2 separate regions of the Rattus norvegicus genome follow, and region 2 is linked to region 1. A link is a contact called in public Hi-C data. All regions are on one chromosome and are shown on one strand. Each heading gives the region's core, a stretch centred on a gene start, on an enhancer-like site or on the middle of the called end of the contact. The rest is flanking DNA. Distances are from core to core; before and after follow the strand shown.

Evidence for each region. A called contact is a pair of places that touch in the nucleus more often than the background predicts.
Region 2: a Hi-C map of liver shows a contact between it and region 1, with 2.5 times the contacts expected there. The contact joins the promoter of Smg5l1 here to the promoter of Eny2 in region 1. A contact is called at or near these places in 4 of 12 Hi-C or Micro-C datasets (the A7r5 cell line, the Rat2 cell line, Schwann cells and 1 more).

What each region holds. Positions count from the first base shown.
Region 1 is chr7:77,478,569-77,482,444 of GRCr8, forward strand. Eny2 (ENY2, transcription and export complex 2 subunit) reads left to right here and starts at 2,271. Exons shown (of 5, transcript NM_001130580.1): 1 at 2,271-2,406; 2 at 3,677-3,753. The coding sequence starts at 2,401. It overlaps Nudcd1 (NudC domain containing 1), which reads right to left and starts at 2,007. Exons shown (of 10, transcript NM_001130561.2): 1 at 1,827-2,007. The coding sequence starts at 1,941.
Region 2 is chr7:77,800,365-77,804,240 of GRCr8, forward strand. Smg5l1 (Smg5 nonsense mediated mRNA decay factor like 1) reads left to right here and starts at 1,857. Exons shown (of 4, transcript NM_001346303.1): 1 at 1,857-1,964. It also overlaps a transcript of Sybu not described here.

The DNA.
Region 1 (3,876 bases), core at 1,021-3,520:
TATGAGAGACTATCTAGACCTTAATGGGGGCAGCACCATTTTATGGTGGCACTAAATAAAGAGACATCGGGATGAGAGTAAGCATTCTCACTGCCTGACTACGTGTGAGCAGGGAGGGGGTTACACAAAGGCCCAAGGAAACCTGGGAATGATACCTGTTTAGTACCTTGATTTCACATTGACACGGAGTAATTGCTAACTTCCTAGACTTTCACTGTCCCAACTTTTAGCACTCTGGATCTATACCCTCAGCTAGGGTCTGCCAACAGCAGTTCCTGACTTGATTATTTAATTTGCTTTGCCCAGTAGAACATGTGGAAATTTGTTTTAAAGCCACTGAAACAGCATGTGCACTGTGACTTGACTTCCTGCAAGCAGCCTGTGGAAGACTCAAGTCAAGATCATCTGACAAATGCTGGAGCAAGCAAAGAGCCAGCAAATGGTGTAGATGGTGGAATCAGGATGACTAGACCTGCCTCGACCGGCCCGTACCTGAGCAAAGACACATGAATAAGCAGTGAGGAAGACCTGCTGACCTGCACATTTGTGAGTACCTTCTGGTTTGGCCCATTAGGGTTTGGTCCTTTGTGTTTTATTTCCAATGACTTGGCCAACTGAACATGGCGGGGTCATTTATTGACAGAAACAAAAGCAACAAAAATGCCAAGAGGAAAAAGAAGGAAGCTCCTCTCCTGGAAGCTCCTCTCCTCTTATACCAGCCATCAGTTACCAGCCTATCCTTCACAACTCAACTCAGTCATCAACTCCTCCTGGAAGCTTTACCAGATCTCCAGACAATTTGAGAAAGCATACTCCGTTAGACCATTTACACTTGGTCATGTTCCTACCTGCCCATACTGTAATAGATGTTTATTCCTGAATGAATTATGATATGTTAGGCACTCATGATTGTGCCAATCACCTAATCATCGTGAAGAAAACACAAAACAGGCCCACAATAATTACTTCTATACTTAAGAAACAAACTTAGAAAAACAAGCATTTGTTGGGCTGCTTGGTGGTATATGCCTTTAATCCCAGCACAGAGGACATCTGTTAGTTCTGGGCCAGTCGGGACTACACAGCAAGTGCCAGGACAGTCAAGGATGCAGACTCCTTTGTATCTATAGAAAAGATACACAGATAGATACATAGGGAATGCTTAATACATTATTGACTAACACCTCTAGATCACTATTTCTCAAAGTGCAACCCATGGAAAACGTGTATCAAAATCAGAATCTACAGAGGGCTGTATTTAAAAACACGAATCTCTGGACACTTTGGTTAACAAAACTACAATTCTTAACGTTGTAAAAAGGCGAATAGCCTCTAGAAAGTTACAAATAAATAAGCAAGAGCAGTAAGCGCACTAAATCACTTTCCCTCGATAAATTGTGGCGTTGTTCTATGTATCAGGATACTTAAAACTGCTAACTGAATGTGGAAAATTTTCTCTCCAAGAAATGTTTCTGCGTCAGAAGAAAAAAAAAGGTAGTTGGGGATTTTCCAAGGAGGTGTGGCTTCTCAGCGGACACGTTTACAAAAGGTGGTTTGGGAGGGAAGGACAACCTGAACCTTCGTAGCAAGGGCCAGAGATGTATGGGCAGAAAACATCTAAGCCTGAGCTACAGATGCCTAGGCCAGTCCACAGTCCCGCTGCTAAAGCGCGGAAAGAAATGGGGGCATCCTGGGGTCCCCGCGTGGACGGCCGCTCTAGGTGCAGACCGACAGGACGTGACTGGCTAGCCGGAGTGACAGAGGGTTGCGCCAATGGCAGCCTAAACGAGAAGGAACCCGGTGCGAGAGGGTGCCGCCGATCCCACCTGCATCAAGCTCCAGCTGGTAGCAGGGCAGAGGCTCGAGCGATAGCTTGTAGCCCTCGAAGCGGGGATCCAGCAGGGGTCTTTTCACCCGCAGGGAGCAATTAGCCGCCTCCATCGCGTTGCCGGATCCAAGCAAGAGAATCAATAAAGCTCTTGTTGAAAGGTTCGCGCTTCACTCCTGGAACTGAGGCTGGGAGAGCGGCGTGGTTCCCATCCCAGAGGACTCTGCGGCGCCACATCTTTTCTGGGAAATGTAGTGTCCGTGAGAAAGCTGACTCCGTTGCATGCTGGGGAATGTAGTGTTCTGACAACCGAACACTCGCCACTTAGCAGACTCTGGACTTCCCTACCCAGAGGGCCGAGCGACCAGAAGGCGGCCCGCGCTAGTTGAATTCTCACATTATAGGCAGGGTGGCCAGATCCCGCCCCGGAAATGCGTGGTCTAGCTTTCTGTGTGCTTAGGTGCCCGAGCTACTGAGGGTCTAAGTCCGGGCAGCTGAAGAGTGTGGTAGGTAACGGTCGTCAGCGCAAGGGTCATTTCGTCGCTGGGAAGGGACGGCCCTCGCCCGCGGTGATGGTGGTGAGCTATGCCCGTGGTCCTCAGGGCCGGGACCCGGGCCCAGCCCAGGCTCCTTTCGATGTGCTGTCTTTCGTTAGCTTCCCCGACCCGCGCTCGCGGGCCTGTAGGGCTCTCCGACAGGGCGTGCTGCTGGAGTTGGCCTGGAGCCAGTCTTCGCTTTGTTTTCTGGCTCCTCCCCTCCCGCCTCTCCAGCTGTCTCCGGCGTGTTTCATTTTCCCAAAGAATGTCAGAACTGGGAGGGATTCCCTAGCGCCCTTGTTTTACCAGTGAGAAAACTGAGGCCTTTAGGAATTAAGTGACTTGCCCAAGGTCACTACCCGTGGTTTTAGGGGCCAAGACGAGACGAAGTTTTGCTGTTCTTGGTATGGTACGGTCTAAACTTTTGCAGTTATTTTCAAAATGTTAAGCCCCAACTACAGAAGTAAAGCGTTGCCTAGTTATTAACCCTCCGTTCACCCGCCTCTTGGCGTAGTTCAACTCTGAAAATTCTTTATAGTCTGAGTTTTCATACAGACAAGACGGGAAATTACAAAAGTACTCAAGTTAGTGACATTAAGTAGGAAAACATTAACTTTAACCTGATTGTATCTTAAACTTTTAAGTGGCAAAAATGCTCTCATAAGTTAGCCTTGCTTTTTCCCTGCCTACACTGATTTTGGCATTGGTTGGCCGTTTTTATTTAAAATGGAGAATTTCTCAAAGACTAATTTGAAATTCGTGGTAGGGTAGCAGTTGTAATTCCCCATAAATTGTAATTGATGAGTAAATCACATTATCTTATTTCACTTTTCGTAATGCTGTCTTTTATTAGTGTGTATACTATATATGGCTCTCCCAAAATTTGAATGAGTTAGGGTGCAGAAATGAACAGTAGTCAGTTATTAATGTACAGTTAAATAAGATGGGACTCCTAGTGTCCAAGTACCTGACTTCACATTCTGTCTCTGTGCCTCAGTGTTCTCATCTGTAAAATGGAATTGTGTCATTAGAGCAAGTTTGGGGGGTTAAATTTGCTCAGTTTTAGGTACATAAGTTCTTAATGGTATTATGATAGTGTTATTCCCTTAAAAAAAAAAACAGTAAAGAGCTTATGAGGGATGGGAATTGGGAATCAGGAAATAATACTAAGAATAACACCATCTAAGGTACTTGAAATTATCATCCCTTCCTTATTGTAATGTTCAATGTGTTAGGATGATTGTCTAGAGAGGACTTAGAGGGAAACACTTTTCTAAATATTATGTATCTCAAAATGCATGTCGATGTCCAGGTTAGCAAGATGAACAAAGATGCGCAGATGAGAGCAGCGATTAACCAAAAGTTAATAGAAACTGGAGAAAGAGAACGGTGAGTAGTAAATTGTATCACTGCATTAGGTTTCACCATCTTTAATAATTATATCGGAGGAATTTCAAGTGTCAAGGGCCAAAGCATATCCAGAAGGAATTATAGAAAAGTAAAGATTATCAG
Region 2 (3,876 bases), core at 607-3,106, 320 kb after region 1:
TTTTTTTGGTTTTCTTTTTTTTTGGTTTTTTGTTTTTTCTGATTGTTTTGATGTCATTTTGTTTGTGATAGTGCAAGAGATGGAGAGGGAGGGTCTTGTGCTCGTTAAGGAAGTACTCTGCCAAGAAAGTGACCACTGAGCTGATCTTCAGCCCTCTGTTAAGCAAAGCTAAGTCAAACCAGGCTTCTCCACTAAACTCCTTAATACCTCCCTGCTTCCTGCAGGTAGTATTGAAACCTCCCAAGATGGCACCTAGCCTTTTCAAGATCTGACTGCTGCATTTGCTCCTGCTTCTCTACAGGTGTTCCCTGCCCACCCCACATCCCTCAGGCTGCTGCTCTCTCTCCATACACACATGGCTGTTGTGCAAACTGTACTCTTTAGTTCTCTGGAGACTTCATGTTTTTTTCCCTCTAGACTTCTGCACAATGCTGATACCCTGTTTACATTTCTCACACTCTACCCACCCATCCTCCTTTCTGAAAGAGAACAAGTTTAATTTTAGACAGCTTCTTTCAGGAAACCTCCCAGATCCCTGCAGGACACCTGTGGTTGTCCTAGGAGAGCTTTTATGATCCTACTTCAGAACATCCCTCTCACTTGTCTTCATTGTGGATTGTAGGTACTGCCTGGCACAATTCCTTCCACACAGTAGCATCAATGCATAGTCGCCAAATTAATGAATTCCACAAACCCATATAGGGCCCACTGGTACAAGATGAAAAACATATGTACAACTCGTGTTTAGCAAAATGACTCAGATAAAGCTGTCCTTGTATTTAACGATGGGGTGTGTGCCCAAGAAATCCAACATGTGTTTAGGGAAAGCTTTTTACTGCAGAAGGGCAGACACGGAGAGGCTGTGCAGTAGCCTTGCTGTCACCATAGCAACCTTACCGAGGGAAAGGCTGATGGTTTACTGTTCAGAGGCCTCTTAGCTCTGTACTTTCGGAACCCAAGCCTGCTTCTCTGCTGTTCTAAAAGTCGAGCTTTTCAAATAATCATTTTTCTATGTTGCCTTTAATCCATTCAGTGTTTCTCATGTCATTAGGGGAAATGCAACATTTGGATCATAGCATCAAAAAGACATAAGCTAATGTAGCTTAAGATATTCATCTTTTATCTGTCTGTTATTACGCAGCACTTCAATTTTATAATTAAGTACTTTTATTGTCTTGGTTTGTAATTTTGTGGCATTATTTTCTTGAAAAAAAAAGTGTTTCCTGGATTTTTAGAAAACAGAGATTGCTTTGGAAATCTTGAACCCTTAGAGATTTTAAATAATATACATGCCTAACCCTCGCAAGAAATATAAAAGATAAAGTGTTAGGGATTGGAAGAAAAGCAAAGTCTGTGTACTTAGTTCCGAAATCTAGGAATTTTTTTTTTTTTGGTGAAATTTGTCATGAAACGATCTATACTTTTTATATGCAAAGAGTGGTACATTGTCAGAGACCTTTCACATAATACAATCTGATACAAGTCCTACAAAAACATTTGTGACCTGTAAGTAACCAACTGCTGAAGTCAGATGAATGATAAAGGACAGGTTTTTATTGACAGGGAGACCCTACTTCCCCCAGACTGAAAACTTCATAGAAAAGACAATACAGATTCACTGCCAGAGAGAAGCATTTGCAGCATACAATCATAGTCCTACACATGCCCTTTCCCTCGTTTCTCACCTGTGTATGCCGTATGCCGGGGCTGTCTTGGACTCAATCAGGGCCGACAAAGCACGGGCTCCTAATCCTATCAGCTGTGCGAGCAAGCGCTGCCGTCTCTCGGTGACCCGATGTTGGGTGATCTGCACAGCAACAAGGAGCAGCTGACGTGCTTTACAACACGTCATGAAGAAAAGAAACTGCATTCTGGGGCATCCTGGGATTTTTTTTTGTGGTGGGGTGGAGACCCATATTTTTCTTACCAGGGAGAGAGCTGCCTGTTTTCCTGTAAGAGCTTGTGTGAGTGATCCACCCTCCTCTTATTGTATGTGTGTTATTGTTAAGCTATGGTTAAGGTATTTAGATGCTGTAAACTGGGATGGCTAGGATTATGCAAGATCACTTCCTGAGGAGGGGGCCCAGAGAGTACTTGGGGCAGAGGGGAGTGGGTAACCTGAGGCAGTGTGGCATGAACGTTCATTGGATTTGGAATGTGCCAATTATCTGGGTTCTGCAAATGAGTTTTCAGTTAGAGATGCTTCTGAGTGAGGGAGAGAAATTAAATGAAGTCCAGGTGAAGGGGCAGAGGTTTGGGCCTGGGGACTTTGAGGCATGAAGGATGTATTTTTCTGTTTATCTAATGGGGAATCGGATGTGAGGTAGTTTCTCATATCATGATATCGGATGTCTGTAGCCTTTTGTCCATTTGTAAGAAACTAGCCAAAACATAGAAATGGTGACTGTATTAAACAAAGTGGCAACACAGAGTGGGGCAAACAGCTGTACAGGGATTGGGAAAATGGATTAAAATGACTGAAAATTAGATGCCTGGGACGGATGAGTGGAAAACGAGCATCCAGGTGGGAGAAGGCCGAGTCTGGCCATTTCCCTAATGAACTGCCTCCGATGACTAGACAATCCGTGGGCCTCAAAGATGCACTGAAAGGGCACAGGAAGTCGTCTGTGAGGTAGGCACCGGAAGGCCTTAATCCAGATGTTGAATTCTGGGCCCAAGGGGGAAGAACCTGAGTGAAGGTATAAGAAGGGCAGTGGAGAGTCCTCTGACCCAGCAGCAAAACTTCCTAGAAAGGAGATGAGGGAAGAAGGCCCAGATACTGCTCACATCTCTCAGGTACTTCGTCTAGAAGCTCTGAGGATTGGTTTGGCACCCACTTTAGTCCAGGTTTAGAAAAGGCATTATAATATCTTTTCGGGAAGCAGGTGTATAACTAGATCTGATTTACATTAAGGGTTTGATTTCCATGATATAATTTATGTATTTGACTTTGTACTTTTCCCACCATTCACTTTCTAGTAAACACCGTTTTAAAAATAATTCTGCCTTTTTTTCCCCCCTGCCAGAAGATGGGGGGAGGAGCTGATTTTGAAATTTCTACTCAAAAGACAAGAGGGTTCTTGCAAAACAGAACGGAGCGCCCCTAGTGGCGAACTGCTATGACAGCTGTTGCAGGAGCCGGGGGCGGGGGAAGTTAGGGAGCTGTTTGCAGGCCTTGGGGGAATAAGGAAGGAGGTGGGAGCATGGAGGTGCTTTCCGGAGAGAACAGTACAAGTACACCTCTACAGAGGTAGGACTGAGGGCAATCCTGATTGCTGCTTTTATTCTCAAAACCTGCTGTGCCATTGTTATCAACCAGTTTCCTTCACTGCTGTCATCTTGTGACCTAGTGAGTAAACACACAGCTTTGCTGTGACCTATCTCCTCCCTCAGGCTACTGCAGAAAAATCAGTAAGAAAATAAACCTAAAATTTGGGAGTCTGGACTATGTTGTCTCATCTCTCCATGTGTCTTCATTAGTCACTTCTAGAAAGCCGTTTAATCAAAGAAAAATTGCCTTTGAAAGAGATAACTTTCATATTAGTTTTATAGATATTGAGATTACATCATCAACAAATTTGGCAAATGAAAGACTAAAATTGTTCATTAATTCATTGACCTAATGTCTATGATCCCCATGGTCTTTCTGTTAGCACTGTTTTTCTTTTGAATTTCACGCTTATTTATTGTACATTAGAACAGCATAAAAATGATAATAAAATTCTAAGTAACCTGTGGCATTTGAGTGCCATTATACCTAGCTGTTTTGATAACTACTAAGGACTGGAGTGCCCTTTGTTTTCCCAGGAGATTACCCACCACCTCTTGTCCTCTGATTGGGCAGTGATCTGAAATAGGGCCCCCAAGCCTCCTTAC